4 separate regions of the Gossypium hirsutum genome follow, and all the other regions are linked to region 4. Evidence: chromatin contacts called from public Hi-C data. All regions are on one chromosome and are shown on one strand. Each heading gives the region's core, a stretch centred on a gene start, on an enhancer-like site or on the middle of the called end of the contact. The rest is flanking DNA. Distances are from core to core; before and after follow the strand shown. Region 1 holds the start of LOC121213665 (myosin-binding protein 2). Region 2 holds the start of LOC107948905. Region 3 holds the start of LOC107921991 (putative receptor-like protein kinase At4g00960). Region 4 holds the start of LOC121213668.

What was found. Hi-C and Micro-C count contacts between places; a contact is called where the count stands out from the background.
Region 1: a Hi-C map of leaf shows a contact between it and region 4, with 2.8 times the contacts expected there. The contact joins the promoter of LOC121213665 here to the promoter of LOC121213668 in region 4. A contact is called at or near these places in 3 of 34 Hi-C or Micro-C datasets (all in leaf).
Region 2: a Hi-C map of leaf shows a contact between it and region 4, with 3 times the contacts expected there. The contact joins the promoter of LOC107948905 here to the promoter of LOC121213668 in region 4. A contact is called at or near these places in 14 of 34 Hi-C or Micro-C datasets (callus, fibers, hypocotyl and 2 more).
Region 3: a Hi-C map of leaf shows a contact between it and region 4, with 2.4 times the contacts expected there. The contact joins the promoter of LOC107921991 here to the promoter of LOC121213668 in region 4. A contact is called at or near these places in 3 of 34 Hi-C or Micro-C datasets (callus, leaf and petal).

Annotation. Positions count from the first base shown.
Region 1 is chrD01:46,238,482-46,242,995 of Gossypium_hirsutum_v2.1, reverse strand. It overlaps LOC121213665 (myosin-binding protein 2), which reads right to left and starts at 1,590. Exons shown (of 4, transcript XM_041086545.1): 1 at 1-1,590. The coding sequence starts at 1,053.
Region 2 is chrD01:46,313,906-46,318,720 of Gossypium_hirsutum_v2.1, reverse strand. It overlaps LOC107948905, which reads left to right and starts at 3,221. Exons shown (of 9, transcript XM_041086547.1): 1 at 3,221-3,584; 2 at 4,618-4,815. The coding sequence starts at 3,345. It also overlaps the pseudogene LOC121213589.
Region 3 is chrD01:46,106,922-46,111,707 of Gossypium_hirsutum_v2.1, reverse strand. It overlaps LOC107921991 (putative receptor-like protein kinase At4g00960), which reads left to right and starts at 1,862. Exons shown (of 6, transcript XM_016851799.2): 1 at 1,862-2,160; 2 at 2,640-2,779; 3 at 3,371-3,581; 4 at 4,659-4,786. The coding sequence starts at 2,148. LOC121213588 reads left to right here. Exons shown (of 3, transcript XM_041086383.1): 3 at 1-506.
Region 4 is chrD01:46,612,578-46,616,977 of Gossypium_hirsutum_v2.1, reverse strand. It overlaps LOC121213668, which reads left to right and starts at 2,857. Exons shown (of 2, transcript XM_041086550.1): 1 at 2,857-3,837; 2 at 3,973-4,335. The coding sequence starts at 3,606. The coding sequence ends at 4,154.

The sequences.
Region 1 (4,514 bases), core at 341-2,840, 370 kb after region 4:
ATTCTCCACAACCAACTCCACTCGTGTCCCAGGTTGCTGCAAATCAAAGTCCAAAATAACATCTCCAGTACCAGCAACGTCTTCATCTTCCTCTGTGAACTCGTATATTTTTTGGCTTCTCATAGCAGTAGAATCCATCAATTCAACTGGAATCAAATGGCAGTCATCCCCCCCGATATAAAACTCCAGATGCTTGTTCAGAATTTCAGGAGACTCCTCTTTGGCACAAGTGACTTGAGTTAACCCCTGGTCAGCCATTGACACAGTTAAGTCTCCTTCATCCACTGAAGATTGATCTTTCTCTATAACCACATCGTCTTCATCTCCATTAGCAGCCACTTGGTTGCAATCAAAACTAGAAACAAAATATGAAAACTCCTCTTTTTCCACTTCCCTTGGTTCAATACCTTCATCATCAGAAATGATGCCAACTCTCTTGTTTTCTTCAATCATCTGTTCATCTTTATGATCACCAGCCACAAAATCTGATCTGATTCCATCTGAAGCATTACCCTCATCTGCAATAATACCCTCAACTTTTTCTCCACCTTCAGTGATTAAATTTCCTTCCTGGGGATAATCCAAAACCTCCCAGGAAGGTTTAATCATGAAACAAGGAAGATTCCACTTTTTCTCCACCATGACACCACAACAAGAACACTTGAAATCCTCATCGCCGTTTTCCATCACTTCATCATCACCATTCTCCGACGGCGACGAGGACAAGCAATCCTCACACATATCTCGAGATTCAGAGAGTTTCCGATGATTTGAACAAAAACCCAATTTAGAAATCTCATTGGCATGATCATCACACACAAGATCTCTATATGATTTGTACTTTGATGGCTCAAAGATATGATCAAGCCTAGAACACCAAAGGCAGGGCCTTTTAAGACCAAAGTAATCAGCAAACTTGATGATCAGATAAGAAAACAGTGAATTCAAAAGGAGGAGAACGATCAGAATCCATTCTAGTAAGACGTAGACAAGAATAAGAGTGATCCTATTAGTGTTTTTATGCAACATGGTAGCAAATTTGTTGGCAGCCATTAATGATGCTCTGTGTTTTCTGCTATGTACAGAGAGGAGAAAAGGGACAAAACAGAAACAAAAAAAAAAAAAGAGAAGAAGTTGTTAGATAAGAAGAAGACGAAAGAGCTTAAGATAAAAAGAGTTATGGAGAATGAAAAAGAAGTGACATTGAAATGGTTTTTCAATAAGGGAGAGAAGAATCGGAAAGTCTAAAGAAATGGGTATTATATTTTTTCAGACTTGGAAATCATAAAAGGCGGTTTTGAATAGGAAAGTGACAGCCAAAGAAGACTGAAACCCTGAGGAAAATCAACCCATAGAAATCATTTTCCACAAAAACAAAAATAAAAACTAAAAAACATTGAAAAAGGTTTGAGTCAGAGTAAATAAAGGAATTTATTTTCCTTGGTTGTTTTTTTGACAGAATTAAGCAACTATTGGGATCTTAAACAACTAAACTGATATTTGTTTTAAGTGATAAATTTTCATTTAGCTTAAGCTTAAGGTTGATGCCAATGGATTAATGGAAGGGGTAGAGGTAGCCAGCTATGGCAGCCCCCACCCTTACAGTCCCTCCAGTCTGGTGTTGTTTTGTTTGGGACAAAGAAAATGGGAGGCCCCACCAACCTTACCAATGGGTTGGTGGAGACCACTCTCAAAGTTAAAAGTGGGCTCCATTTAGGACAGGTTGCTGCTGCTTCATGTTCTTCCTGCTCCTTTTAACTCTGTTTTTCGTGGACACTATTTATCCTTTTTATCTCTGCCATACTATTCCTTTGTGTGAGAAAAGAAATGGACTCTTGAATTTCAGTTTCTAGCTTTGGATTCCTTAAACTTGCTCTTCTTTTCTTTTATTTTCTTTTCTTTTTTTCTTCAAAATTTACAAGTATATTTACCTATACTGCTATATACTAGATATTTTATCAACTACAGATAGATGAATAATAAAAGTAAAATGCATAAAAATATTAAAATAAAGTTTTAATTAAATGGTAAATTAAAATTTTATTAATATATTTAGTATGTATAATTTTATTGGATTTCTTAAAAATAAAAACACTAAATTAGCTTACAACCTATAATGAAATTAAGTTATTTTGATTCTCAACCTATTATTGTTCACATTCTCAAATAGTTTAAGGATATAATAATATACCTATAATCTTATTACCATGTATTCTTAAATTATAGGCGTAAACTTAAATTTTGAATCAACTTACTATTTATTTTTATTATTTTGATCAATTTAATATTTTTATTTTCAAATAAAATTTTATTCTAACTAAAAAAAAACTCTAACCCTCAAAAAGAAAATCTCTTTTTGTTAACAGTAAATTTCATAAATTATTATAATTATAATTTATAATTTTTTTCAACATTATATATTTACTTATTAGCAAACAATTTGTAATAAAAATAAGAATTAGAATAATTTAACATAATCTTATGAAAATTGAGATTAAAATATAATAAAAAAAACTAAATTTATTTGTATAACAAAAAGAATTTAATAAAATATGCTTTTAAATAACCTTATATGTCTATAAAGAAATATTTGAATATTATTTTCCATCTAAATACATTAAAGAAAGTAGTGTAATATATTCAACATTTGATCCTATGTATAATTTCTTTTTTACGAATGCCAACTAAATTTTACAATATAATTTTGTTTACCTAAAGGTTATTGCACTTAAAAGAATAAGAGAAATATTATCCAAACTCTAACTGATCATTTAATTTAACGATTGAGGAATGTATTTTTATGTTAAGAAATATCGAAAAGAGAAATAGTAATAGTAATTATAGTAATAAAAATCATGTGATTTATTTGTAGATTATTTTATTCTCAATTTCAGTTACCGTAATACGAATTTTAGAAACTTCCAATATAGATAAGAAAATGATCTGGATTTCAATAAAATAATGAATTAAAAATAAATACATGTTTATTTACTAAGTTTGTTATAAATTAAGATAAATATTTAAATAAAATTATTGATATTTATTTACAAAATTTTCATATTTTTTATTTAATTTAATTATGCTGATTTGCTTTAATCAAGCTTTAATATCTAAATTATGCCCCCACTGGCTTTTTAGGTCCTAAAATCCCAACCCCAAGTTAAAAATTAAATTAACCATTAAATATGATTTTTGTTCCCTCTTCCTCTACTTTAATTTATATCATCAACCTTACATAATTTCCAGGCTATATAGGATTCCAGCTCAAAGGAAATTAATCTTACAATAAAGTACACTCAAACAAAATCTCCTTTTTTTTTTTAATAATCTTATAAAATTTAAGGGTTTTTTTTTGTTAATGTGGATCAACTTTGAAGAACATTGTTCAAAAAGTTGAGTACAATTATAAAAGATTTTTTTTGTTTTTGAAAAAAAAAATGTGAGAGAGCTTTCTAGTGTGTTTTTTTTTGACCAAAAGGGCGGTAAGAGGTGATCCCACAAAGTGGGCTGAAAAATTCTAGCAGACCCTCTGCTTTTGCAATCAAATACATAAGCTTTAAAGCATCATCTGGAATTTTTAAGAAAAATTAAAAAAAGAAATCAGTCTTGTTTTTCGCATTAAATCCGGCTTATATAAAATATTTCCATTCGGTCCAAGCTTAAACTCCTTTTGATTTTTCTAGAATTAAGTGCCATTCCATTCTTTAATCCAAAATATATAATATTTGGCAAGAAAGTAATCAGGATTACAATAAATTTTCTAATTAAATTTTGCTATTATAATGTATAATTTGGTAAATTTCAGTTTTTAAAATTTTGAAATTTCAATTTTGACTTAAATGGTAGAATTTGATTCCGTTAAATCAAATTTTATTATTTATTACGGCGAAGATGGGAGGTTTGTGTCCGACATATTCCGAGATATTAAAATGGGGTTGCGGACCACATGTCTAAATATGCTGATACAGGGGACTATTTGTTCCGTTTATTTGCAATTGCACCGGTTTCTATTAGAAATTTGTTGCATGAAAATCGTAATGGGTCTAGATCCTTTAATTTATGAATTAGTTGTTGTAAGCGTCTAGTGCTGTCTCTTTTTTACCTAAAAAAATATAAGTTGTAAATTTAGTTTATCTTCTATATTTTCATTATTTTTAACACATCTTCTCAATATTAAAATTTTAGTCCTAACTCAAAAAGCGAGTGTTAAATCCATTAATTAAAATAATATGAATTTTTTGAGAGTTTTGTATAAAAATAATAAGTTGATATCACATTACATATATTATAATATATTTATGGTGTAAAATTTTAAAAATAAAAGAATTTAACATAATAAATTTAAGTTGGAAAAATATAAAAACTAATAAAGATTCTAACTGACTGATAACTAAAATTATTAAAAAAGAATTTAACATAAATTATAGATGGTGGATGAAACGAGATTTTCAGTATAAGGAATTATGAATTTATGATTATAAAAATTGAAAAGGGTAAAAAATTATTTTCATCGC
Region 2 (4,815 bases), core at 1,972-4,471, 300 kb after region 4:
TTCCTTATGTTTCAACGGGACTTTTTAACACTAATTCTCTATCATCTCATACTTGAGTCAACATTAAATAATTTCATAAAATAAATACATAATTTCTGGAAAATAGAAGCATTAATAATAATTATTGAAATATTGTATTTATTTACCGTAAACTTACCTCGGTACAAAATATGGCTAAATCTATCAACTTAGCCTTCAACCTTTTTCTTTCCTCGGTCTAACTCTGAATTTCGTTCTTCTTGATCTATAATAGTAAATTTATCTTATTTGGTATTCACATTCATCAAAACAATCCTTGACTCGAACTTTGGAAAAATTACGATTTTGCCCATAAACTTTTGCATAATTACACTTTTGCCCCAAAGCTCGAAAATTAAATTTCATCTCTTATTCTTATGTTTTATAACATGATGGACATTTTTCTCTTCTATGACAACATCAAATTCTTACTCTAACACTTACTTATAAACATTAGGTATTTTTGTCGATTATGTCAATATACTCGTTTTCACTTAAAATCGACTAGCAAAAGTTGTTTAACATAATTCCTAGCTTCATATTCTACCATAAAACATCAAAATAAACAGATTTCACCTATGGGTATTTTTCTAAATATGAACCCTAGGTTAAATTATTGCTAAAATAAGCTAAATTAAGCTACCAGGATTCTAAAAACGTAAAGAACATTAAAAACGAGGGTTGGAATCACTTACTATGAGCTTGAGAAAGTGAAGAAACCCTAGCTATGGCTTCCTTCAAGTTTTTGCAGCAAGCAAGGATGATGAACACAATTTTTACATCTTTTATTTACTAAATGACTAAAATGCCCTTACTTAAAAAAAATCCTATTTCACTTATCTCATGTCCATTTTTGTCCATCACTAACTAATGGTATAATTATCATATAAGGACCCCTAATTTATAGGTCCATAACAATTAAATACCTTTAACATATAAAACTCAACTTTCGCATTTTTTACAATTTAGTCTTTTTGACTAAATTGAGTGCCCAAACGTCAAAATTTTTGAACGAAATTTTCACGAAATCTTTCCGTGAAATTGTAGGCCATAAAAATATAGTAAAAATAAATTTTTCTTCATCGAATTTGTGGTCTCAAAACCACTGTTCCGACTAAGCCCTAAATCGGGATGTTACAGAAGAGATTGTAAAAAAAAGTCTTCTTTGCCTAATTTGGCAGGGTCTGATTCTTTGCCTCTTCCTTTGTAACCTTCCGCCATTGTTTTCCCAGCAAGACCGATCCTTCAATTTCTCGGATTTCCTATGGACTCCATCTCAAAACAAATTTCTTATCTCTTAAAACAAAGTATTCGCTTCTAGGTTTAAGTCAAAGAGTTTTTCTGCAAATCTCTACACTTTCTCTATTTGGTATTACAACACATCTAAAAATAACACCCTTGTTTGGTCGGCTAATGATAATTCTCTGCCGACCTGAAATTCGTCTCTTGTTATCGGCCACTGATGGTGTAATTTACCTGAGCAACACAACCAAGAAAAAAGTGATGACAGGCAGGCAATTTGTTATAGCAATAGCTAAAGTTGCAGTGGTATAAACAAGGACGACACTATTGATATCCACGCTTAAAGTTATCCTGAAATCCAAAATTTCTCAATAGTTGATATGATTTCTTCCATTGTAATGGCTACGAAAAAACCTTAATAGCATCCATAGCTTTTCCTTTCCTACAAAAACCCAATATAACAGTATTATAATGCACAATATCAACATTACACCCTTTAACTTTCATTCTACAAAGAAGCTTATAAGCTTCTTTAAGCTTCTTCTTCTTACACAAACTATTCAGCAAAGTAGTATAACTCAATGAATCATGTACGAATCCTTTATTCAACATATCTTCCAACAAATCTACAGCTCTATTCACTTGACTCTTCCTACATAGACCTTGCATTAATATCCTATAAGACTCAGCATCAGGCATAACGTCTCTCTCAAACATTTTGTTGAATATTTTGTAGGCAATGCTTAAATCTCCGTTCAAACAAAACGCACCCATCAAAATGTTGTAAGATTTGGTATTGGGGAAAACACCGTATTTATGGGTAGTCTTGAAAAGGTCGAAAGTAGGCATGATGAAGTTACAATGAGAAATAATAAGCTCGAGGATATGATTTAAGTGTCTGGGTAAAGGCTTAACGTTGAATTCAAGCATTTTGTAGAACACATTGAGAGCTTTCTCGAGTAAATCAGCTTCGACGTAGATTTTGATAAGGTAAGAAAAGAGAGTTGGGGTTACTCGATATTGATCAGATTTTAGACGAGCGAGAAGGTCGTCGATAAGAGAGAAGTTCTTCGAACAACCGAGTTTGAGGATGAGGACGAGGAAGGAAGAGTAAGAGTGACGAAAACTGGGTTGGGTGGTGGTGACATCGAAGATTTCTTTAGCGAGGAAAGGGTCGGACTGGGTGGATATCAGTTTCAAAACTCACATAGGGGAAGCTATTGGCGACGGTGATGGTTGTCGTTGATTTGAAAATTGGAGGCATCTCCATTTTTTCTCTTCTCCTTCTCCTCTTCTTCTTGTTTTTCTTCTTAAACCCTAAATTGGTGCTGATAGGGCTGTTAAATTTGTGGTAACTGACCAGCTGAAGGGTTTTTTGACACCAAGCACTCCGTCATCTGCCATGTCACTTTGCCGTGACATCTGTGACGGAAAACGACAAAAAGGACTGCTTTGTCATTTTTCCAAAGTTGAGTGACTGAAATGAAACTAAGGTGACTGTTTTGTCAGCTACCCCAAAGTTGAGTGACTGTTGGTGTAATTTACCCTTAAAAAATATATTTCTCTAATAAAAATAAATGACTTATTGTTATAAAAGAAAGCATCAAATGAAATTATATATATCTTGCTTATAATATGGAATGAAAGAATTAGGAAGGATGAAGGTGAAGATGAAGATGAAGATGAAGATGAAGATGAAGGGGGACGGAGGAGAAGTGAAAAATATAATATTAAATAATAATTTTTTTTATTTTTATTTAATATAAATTTTTAATTTTTAATATTTTATATAATTAAAAATGGTCCACGAGTTGAAAGTTTTTTTTTTTTTTTAACGGAGGGTAAAAGGTTGAAAAGAAATTTTAGGCAACTAATTCAAAAAAGTATAGCTTGAGGGCTTATTCATCAATTAAGTAAAAAAAAAAAGGAAAGCTTAAATATTCGGTGGCAAAAATCTAGTACATTCCATTATCCGGGCAGTGAGGAAAGGCTAAGGGAAGTGCCACTTCTACAGGGAGAATAACAATATAAAACCTAACACACCCGCAAAACCCTGCTTCCAATCTCACTGTTTTAGGCCAAAAATGATTGCCTCTGCTACTCTCTCACCTTACTTTAACATTAAGCTGCTCAATCCCCGGCATGTGTTTACAACCACCAAACCCAGGAGAAAATACTCTACCTTTTCTACAAAGTTCCATCTCAATCATCTTTGGAACGGTTTCCTCCAACCCAAGTCGTGCTCCCTCCGCACAGTCCTTAGGAAAGTTAGTGATGATGGTGGTTCCATTGATGCCAACCCACAGGAATCTGCTGCTGTTTCTGTAAGTTCCCAAGTCTAAGCTTCTTGCTTTCCCATCTGTGTCCTCAAAATTTGACTTCGAGAGCTTGTTCTGTTTGTTTTTCTTTTCTTTTTATATAGTTTTTTATTTGTTTAATGGGATGAAAGATGTTTCTAATTTAGAAACTAGAAACTGTATGGTTTCAGAATGTAACTTATTGGTCAAATGAAGTGCCTTTAAAACTTGTTAATACTATCATTTTCACTGGAAAACTGTTTTGGGGTTTACTCTATATTTGAAGGAATAAAGTTTTGATTTTGGATAAAAAATTGGGAACTTTACTTTTTCAGATAGAACGTAGTAATTCTTTTGTTTTTTGGCCATGGTGGTCGGCTATACAGATCATATTTGGGCCTCTGTGCCTGTTAAGACCATATCATTAGTGTAGCATAGAGTTTTCACTGAAGATGGGTTTTATGGAGCTTTGGCGAAATTAATCTTAAGAATGGAAGTCAAATAATGGTTGTCTAAGTGTTCTAGATTTTGAGCGATGTTAAAGAACGATAATTGAGCTTGATGAAATGTTACACATAGGTGACATAAGGTTATTTATTTGAATTGGAATGAGATAATTAGACATTTGAAAGGTGACATAAGGAGCTGGCTTATGCTCCCCTGCAGAACAGATTGAATGTTATCATCTCATTGTTGGATTCATACAATTTAAACGGTAGCTGTTAGGAGAGACTTTGATTGCTGACCTCTTGAGCTTTGCCTTTAGACTCTTGCTTCATGTCTTCTTTTTCTTAGCCTTATGTTTAAATTGAAGCTTTTAAGGACCCTGAAAAACTTTAGATGGTTACTTTTAGTCTTTGAATTTGCAACTCTTTCCTTTTTATTTTTCCCATAAGTTTTTGGAATGTACTTGCAATTAAAATTAAACTTTTATTCTAACTTCTCCCTCTCCTTTTTCCCAACTCCTCTTTCTTTTTTATTTCTTATTTAGATTTCTTAAGATAAGAAATGTTTATTAATTTTAGGTACATAATAATGCAGCTTGTTATGCTAATTCCAGGTTGGTGAAGGGACAAGCAGTAGCTCCTCCACTTTAGGTGACAACTACGTGGCTTTATTTGTGCGAATGCTTGGGCTAGACCATGATGCTCTTGACCGAGAACAGGCAATAGTGGCACTATGGAAATATTCACTAGGCGGAAAGAATTGCATTGATACCATTATGCAGTTCCAAGGCTGCATAAACTTAACTGTGAAC
Region 3 (4,786 bases), core at 613-3,112, 500 kb after region 4:
GTAAGTAGTTTGTTATTTTATTTTGTTTTGTAATTGGACTCTTATTGGGCTGGTCAAAAATTGGGCGTGTACATCAATATTTTAACATTTTTATTTATATATTAAAATTTCAAATATGTTATAAGTTTGACGGATAAAACTCAAAATTGTACATCAACTTTATTCAATGTGCAATTTGATATTTTTTAAATTTGATTTGGTGCAATTATACACGTGAATTTTTAATTTTGATTCAATTATACATATTCTAATAAATAAATACATCAATTTATTGTGGAGTGTGCCTTGCATTTTTCCCCGAAATAGAGTTCACGTCACAACAAGAAGATTCACCACATCTCAACACGTGATGAAAGGCGTCCTGACGAGGCAGCAACCACGTCACAACGTGACGACGTGTTCCCAAAGCTTCTCAATTTTCTTCTTCCGGTTAAACTTTGATTACTTTAGGGATGTTTTAGTCAAATTTGTACACAAAATTTAGCCTATAAAATAGACACTTTTCTACCTTAGAAAGATTTAACCCATAACACTTTTAGATATTAGCTTTTACAAGTTTACAGGGAATTTTGTGTTTAAGTTTTGAGGTTCATTTTCGGGATTCAGGGTTTAGTCTTTATTTCCATCTTTGTATTCTTCATCTTTGCCAATTTAGTGAAATTATCTTTGCCTATGGTTTTTTATTTTCTTTGGAGGGATTTTTCCACGTAAAATATTCATGTTCAATTTCTTCAATTTCTTCGTTATTTTTTTTTTGTTCGTTGTTTACAAGAGTTTATGCCCAACATTTATTTTTACATTGAATAAAAACAATTATTTGTGTTTCGATTGAGTTTTAGTTCGGTTGACATCAACCTTGTTGTTGGTGCAAGAGGACGGGAGTTCGAGTATGTTGAAGTGTAATTTATTCCCTTAGTTACAGATGAGGAAGAGTTTTGGGTAGTTCTAATCATTATATTAAAAAAAATTATGTGTAGGCAACATATAACAATAAAATGGTTAGTGATTTAGGAAGTTTGAATCTAATCAAAATTTATGTATAACAACATTACAAATTAAGTCAAAATTCATGTATAATTTTAATATTTGTTTTGTAAATTTATTCTTATAAAATTTATTTGTATTCTCGTTACAATTCACCTCACAGACAATTTTTGAATTTAAACACTTATTTCGCCTCATTACTAAGTTATTCTTAATTACATTAGAGGTAATCAAAATATCCAAAATCTATATGAATTTGAAAAAAATTCACTTTCCAATTCCAAATTTTGAAATTTCAAATTCAATGGGAATTCACTGCTGATATTTATCTTGATCTTCATCTTATATAAGTCCTGTTTGATTTTATTTTAATTAGTTTTCATCCATAATATATTCTTTGAGTCTTGTTTGAATATAAGAATGGTGAATTCTTTACATTGATAATACAAAAAAAATTACAAAAACAGTAAATATTGTTTTTATAATAAATTTAGGATCAACCCTCAAAGCAATTATCATCACCCAATCATATTAGGTGAAACAAAACTATTTATTTTAAGTGGTGCCATTATATTGTTAAACAAACAAACGAAAAAAAAACATACGAATTTCTTTTTAAATATCGAATAAATATTGAAGAAATACAAAAAGAAAGTATACTTTTTTTGTGTTGCTGGTAGCACCACTTAAAATTATATATATATTTTCACTTGAAATTGAATAATAATGAGTTATTTTTAAGGCTAATAGTATTCACATAAATTTAGATAAATAATTTACTACATGCCCTGTTTCTGTAATTATTTTTTTTTATTATTCATGTAAAAACCCGACCCTAAATCTTTCAAATAATAATAATAATGACAGTAAATAATTCATGCAAGAACAGTGCAGCGACTCGGACGGGCTGCTGAATAGTGAATTGGAAATCGAAGAAGATGATAGAGAACGAGTTGACTCACCAAAAGGAAAGAAGCAGAAATCCATTCCGAACAAATTTATATAACCTAAGGGTTTAACCTCAGGGGAAGCAAATTAAATTTGGGGAGAGACTCATTTTCTTATCTTTAAAAAATGGGGCGAAATGATGTTTACCGGCGGGAACAATAGCGGCAGGTATATTGTGATTGATTTGTAGTAGTGGCAAATTACAAGTGAAAGCAATGCTTATAGAAGGTAAGAAAAGGGCAGATGAATTGAATACAGAAGAAAGAGGAGAGAAATAGTCTAGTGTCAACCAGCTAGTCAACACGTTACGTTTCCGTATACATTTCTCTGTTTCCTCCTTCAACAAAAGCTAGAAAATATAGTACGCCAAATTTAACATTCAAGTTCCCGAGCTAATCTTCTGCCTTCCTCTTTCTCTCCCAATTGTTCAAGCTCCAATCTTTCCCTAGAATTTCTTTCTTCTTTTTTATTTCTATTTCAGTTCAGAAAGTTCTTTCATTTCATGATCTAGTTTCTACCAGGTTTCTGACTTTCCATGACCAAATCCAAGGATTTCTTTCTAAATCTAATCAAACCTTTTAAGTTTATCTCAAGCAAAGGTAAAATGAAAAACCCATTTTTTATGCGGAAAAGTTTAGAAGAAAGAAAAATAATTTGATGCTTTTCTACATGTTTTGATGATTAATTTTTCGGTGATCTTTGATCAGACAGGCGGAGTAGAGATGACTTGGAGAAAATAGCTCAACAAGAGCAAAAGCATTTCCCTTTCGAGATTTTAGTTGCTGCTACCAAAGATTTCCACCCACATCAGAAGCTGGGTGAAGGAGGTTTTGGACCTGTCTACAGGGTAAGATCGTCCTGCTCAAACTCTTGTTTGGTTGCCTAGAAATTTGAACTTTATTGATCTTTTGATTTATTGAATGGTTCTTTTGTTTCCATAAAAAATGTAATTGATATGACATAAAGGATTGCCGCAGATTCTTTTTGAAGGAAAAAGAAAGATTCTACTTTCCTAGGTATTCGAAGTTTCAACTTTTGCAGCTGAACAATATAATGAACAGCAAATAACGAAAATGCCTTGTCCTAAAAGGCCAAGACTACTTTAGGACCCCATCTCTGACTATTAGCTTTGATCAAAATCGAACCATCTGTTCCCTTAACCCTGTCAAACCATTTAGCCGTTTTCCCCCTTTAGATGCCAAGAAAAAGAGGCAAAGCATATCAATTTGTTAATTGATGTTGCACTCGAAACTAGAATGTTTTTGTTAGTTCAATCGATTCAATAAGCCTGCCTTGGTTTTCTAGTTATCAGATCTTTCAGCAAGCTTTACAATCATGTTGCTCTTGTTTTCTGGTTTCAAAGTGATGATTTCTCTTGTTCATCAACCCTAGACAGTAAGGAATTTCTCTAACTTAAGGACTTTTGCTTAATTTATAGGGGAAACTAGATGATGGAAGAGAAGTTGCAGTGAAGAAGCTATCTCATAGCTCAAGACAGGGTAAAAAGGAGTTCGAGAATGAGGCTAGGTTGCTAGCTCGTGTTCAGCATCGCAATGTTGTTAATCTTCTTGGTTACTGTGTACATGGAGCAGAAAAGCTTTTGGTATATGAGTACGTCACTAATGAGAGTCTAGACAAGCTTCTTTTCAGTAAGTTGCACTAACTTCTTTGCTTCTACCATTTGCACACTATGCTTCATGGCAGATTATAATGACTAGAATGGAGTATAATTGAGTGATTCCTTTGTCTTTAAAGAAGATCTTGGGCTACACCACTATGAATCAATCCTCTCCCATGCCATTAAAACCACCCCTCCCATTTTTGTACTTGAATTTGAGAACTCTAAGCTGGAGTCTGAAATTTTAACTTATTCGTAACATCTAGACTGCGCCTGATTGTAATTGTTAAGTCCACTATGATTGAAATTTAAACCCATTATGGACATGCAAAAGCATTTATATATGATCTTAGATATTGAGATCAAAAATACTTCTTCTAGTTCTAGACTCTCTTACGTGAAACTCAATTTCAAGATTGTGTGGTTGAAACTGTCAATTAATTACCACATTATTTATCGTTAACTAGTAAAAGGATCCATGTCTGGAAAAATGCAGTTCGTATATTAGCGGAAAGATGATGAGAAGGAATATTAGGCTGATTTGTAAGAGGTCCTGTGAAGTTATTTGAAAAAAAATGTGGGTGGATTTCATCAAGGATTTAACCTTGAGGTGCTGCTTTAATTTCCCCACCTCTCTTTTTTCAGCACATATGCTGGATCTATTATTGTTTTATTATTTCGTATATATAAAATTATTTATTTCTAGCACAGTCTATTGTTTCTCTAGCCTCAAAGTACAAATCTTGATTTCGCGGTGTTGGTTTCTAACCTCCAGATGTTATGCACTTAGTGTAGACAAATAAATGCCTACCAAGATTTGTAGAATTTTTCATTCTATCTAAAATCTAAAATGGGTTTTGTTAATTTCCTCCGAAGCTGTTTCATTAGATTTGACCGATTGTACAATATGAATTTGGATTAATACTGAAGGTAATCTGATGGCCAATTATAGCACAAACTAGGGGGCTCTTGGTGGAACCAGTTTTTAACAACTAAGTTGATTGTAATAAAAGATCATAAACAAATAACATGATAGATGTTTCACCGATTTTTCATGGTTGGAAATAGAATTAATCAATTGGCTTTTATGGTGATCTTTTTCGTGCAGAATCAAATAGAAAAACGGAGCTTGATTGGAAGCGGAGGTATGAAATAATTTCAGGTGTTGCACGGGGTTTGCTCTACCTTCATGAAGACTCGCACAATCGCATCATTCACCGGGATATCAAAGCAGGT
Region 4 (4,400 bases), core at 1,608-4,107:
GAAAAATGATTGTGTTTATGGTTTTGGGAAGCTTTGTTTCTTTGTCGTCGAGTCAGCATCTGGATGTGTTTGATCGCGAATCAGGTGTGGGTTTTGAACCTTTTAAATTTTCATTAACGAATTATGGTTTGTTTCTGTGAAATTGAAAATCGTTGTGTGCTTGTGGAATTGATCATTTGAAAGGGGCGATTATTGTGGAATAGCTTAGAATCGGGTGTGATTTTGATATATTTTTGAGTAATTAAGGATTGGGGAGTGTTTCAACAACAAAGGCACGACCGGTAGCCAATTTCGGTGTGGTTTTGTGACCACACGGGTGGCCAGACGGACGTGTGCCCCCACACGAGCAGTTCACTCGGCTGTCGTGTACAATTAAGAATAAGGGTTTCTGAGCAAAATTTGGTGCCAGACGAACTGGCTATACGGCACTATGGCTGATTTGGAGATTGTAGTTGATATTCACATGGCCGTGCCCCTAGGCACACGGGCGTGTGTGTTTGGGGATTAGGGATTTAGTTTTTGGTGCCACACGACCGTGTGGCCAATTTGAGGATTTAGGGATCCTACACAAGCGTGTATTTTGGACATACGACCGTGTCTGGTGGGCACACTGGCGTGTGAAACCCTCACACGATTGTGTCTGCCCTATACTCTATTTTAGTACAAATGGATAGAGAGTTACACGACCTATTCACATGGCCATGTCCCTGGCTTACACGGGCGTGTGCCTCAGCCACACGGCCGTGTGGTCTTAGGTCACCAAATTTAGTAGGTGTACGCTTTTTATCTAAAAATGTGTTTGTTTGTTTTGACTCTTGGCTAGGCATTAGTGAAGGTAGTGAAGACTCTGATCTGGGCTTCGGCGTATGTGTTATTTGTGACTGTTGTATGAGATGTCTGACTCTGAACCTAGTTAGCTGGGTGTGTGGGTATATCTGTTTCTGTTTGACTGCTTTTTCGACGTGTTCATTGTTTTTGTGAGGTTGTAAGCATACACACACACTTGCATAAAGTAATTTTAGGGTTGGTTGTGAAGAGAAGGAAGACTGATTCTGGTCTGATCTGGCAGTTTTACTGCAACTTATTCGTACAACGGTTTACCACACTGTACCGTATGTACGTCAGCTTTGTTGCGTACTATTATCTGATTTGGCAGTTTAAGCTGCAACATGTCTTTACAGTGGGTTATCGCATTGCACTGTACTACATATATGCCAGTCTTGCTGCATATTATTATTTGAGTGGCTTAGTCCATATACAAGGTCCTATATGGTGTATTTGGTTGGATGAGCTTAAACAGCTCTTTTGGGGTGTGATCGGGGATGGAGAGGTGTTTTGGTTGCATTCATATGCATCTGGATGTGAGCTACTTGTTTATAATCTACCTGTTCGTTTTAACATTTATGACCGATTTTGTGTGCATGGAGGTGTTAGCGTAGTGACATTTTGGATTGTGATGATTAGTATTTTTGTATCGACCCGTTAACGGGTTTATCTGTTGAGTATTCTGTGTGTAATTTGGATGCTTTGACTGTTACGTTTGTTTGGGACATTGGTTTCGAGTTTGCTTTCTGTTTTTGTGTATCTTTGTAAGTACTTTTCGTTATCGAACTACTATTTAGTTTCTGATCTGTAATTTCGTTGTTAGATACGTTTTGAACTCACACTGAGCTCGTGTAGCTCAACCCCTTAGTGTTTCCCCTTCCAGGTACATTTCTGTTTTCTAATGTTAGACTCAGCATGCCGGAGGTCTTAGAAGGATATGTTTTAAAATGAGCCATTTGGTTCCTTCCCCAATTTTTAAGTCTTGTTAGATTGTTTTGGTTTGTATTAATTTTAAGAACTGCGAAAAAAGGGTTTTATGCGGATTTCTGCATAATGCTATTTTAGATTGAATTTGTTTTTTTTAACTACGGAATTAAGTTTCCGAACGCTTTAATGCATCTTGAGAATTTTTTATTTAAAATGATTAAACGTTTGTGAAATTATTTTCGATCACTTCGATGATCAATGTAACCTCTAAGATTCGGTCCAAACTTCTAGGCTAGGTTATAAGGTGTTACACCCACGACTGCAGCAGGAGTAGGCAACCACCGATTGACATCTTATCCGGTTTCGTCACCTGACACAAATCTTGGTACAACGTGGCCAACACGATTGATCCCTAACTCAGTCGTGTGTATTCTTTGAAGTCAGCTAGGTTTAGTAGCCACCAGCGTACCAAAATTTAAGATTTATCATGCATTAAAATGCCCCCAATTAACCTCAGATGAATGCTCGGGCACATTGTTCTTTGATGACGTTGATCGCGTTCGGAGGAAGCTCTTTGAAATTGGTTTCCAACCACTTCATCTATATTCGACCACCTTGAAACTTGTTCAGGATCTTTCCCAAAAATGCCTCACAAAGGTTCTCTTTATCGGGAATGATCGTTGACCCCGTGATGATTGACCTATCCACCGATAAATCGAGTTGCAAAGCCATGGTATTTGTAGAACATCTTTCCAAGCTAAAATTGAGAGAGTTGGATTTGAGAGAAAAAAAATTAAAATTGCATGGTATTTGTAGAAAAAAATTACCGTTGGAGCCCTTTAAATCTTTTTACCGTTGCAAGCCAACGTTCAAAAAGCCGCTGGAATTAATTGTTGACGGATGAGCTTTTTGTATAACTGATAGGAAAACGCGTTTAACTGATCACGTTTTCCATTTCTCTTCTAAAGAACGACCTGTTTCCCTAAATTAGAAAAATTACCTAAAAAAACTAAATAAAAAATTGACATATATGACTAATTTAATGGAAAAATCTTGAAAGAAACTTTATTTATAAAAATAAAACAAATTGAATATTATTGTTGTAGAAAGAAAGAGGAGGAGAATATGGCGGTTGCGAACGAATAGGTGGCTTGGTGGGCAAGGAGCGATGAACGCGTAAATATACCCAAATGCTAACTCTATACGGAAATAACAACTTCCTTATATATATATACAGTGCAACCCTACGGCAAGAGAGAGAAAGAAACCCTTTTCCTGCCTCCCCTCTATAAGGCTCATATACCACCTCAACCTGAATTACCCTAATCATTTTCCTTGTTTTGTTCCTCTATTAAATACCCCCAAACGCTTCCCACACCTTCTACCTACAACCACTAAAATTCCTCTCCTTTTTTCGTCGAAATCTGCGTCCCAGAACTTCTTTTTTTTCTGGCTCTTTTTCCCTTTTTGTTGGAATCAAACCATTGATCTTTTGGTATTTTTGTGAATGGTGGAAACAATTTGGAGCTGTAGTATATTGATGCTCTCCCTTTGCAAATCGAGGGCGAGCACTCTCCTTCCTCTTTCCGCTGCTTCTGCTTTCGCATTCGGTTCTTGCAAAGAAGGCTGGTACTACCGCTGCCTTGGCCTTGACCCATAAACAACCCCACCTCAATACCTCTATTCCTTTCCACCAATAACCCAGATTTGGTTTTTTTTTTGTTATACGCCCCACAAAATAACAAAACAAACCCTTGTTTCTCTTTTCTCGGTTGTTGGTGAATTATTCATTCGCCTGTTTTTGGTTTTGATTCTTTTTCATTTTGAATTTTGAACAAAATTTTTTTGAAAGAATGTTGCTTTACAAGCAGAAGAAGAGCCAGGGTCCCAAGGGCAACAGGCTCTTGATTAGCGTCACTGTTCTCGGAAGTGCTGGGCCGATCCGTTTTGTTGTTAACGAGGAAGAGCTCGTTGCTGCCGTCATTGATACTGCTTTGAAATCCTACGCTCGTGAGGGTCGGCTTCCTGTTCTCGGATCCAATCTTAATGATTTCCTCCTTTATTGCCCCAGTGCTGGATCAGATGGTATGTCGGTTTTCATTTCAATCTTTAAAGATTAAAAATTTCCAGGATTTGCTTATTTGATGTTAAATGGTGTTTTATTTGGGAAAATTAGTAGTATTCATGATTTTGGGTGTTTGGTATGTTTTTTCATTGCAGCACTAAGTCCATGGGAGACAATTGGATCACAAGGGGCAAGGAATTTCATGCTGTGCAAGAAGCAAAGGACTGAGAAAGTGAAAGACGACGGGAAGGCAGCTGAATCAATTAATAGGAAGGCAAGTGGGAATTGGAAGGCATGGTTTAATAAATCCCTCAATCTCAAGATTTCCTCCCATTAATTAAATAATTCCCAACCCTTTATGATCCTATATTTCTTGGGTTAGCTTTATTTATAAATAAAGCATTGAAAGTTAGTCTATTATCATTAATGGCCATGGTAGAGTGTTGCTTATGTTTTTCACCTTATTTCTCATTTAGGTGAGAAAAGACCTGCAGGAATAAATTGGAACTTGTTTTTCAGTATTTTGCCTTATGCGATAAGAATGAAGAGAACATTCATGGTGTGCTTGATTTTCCATTTCTGT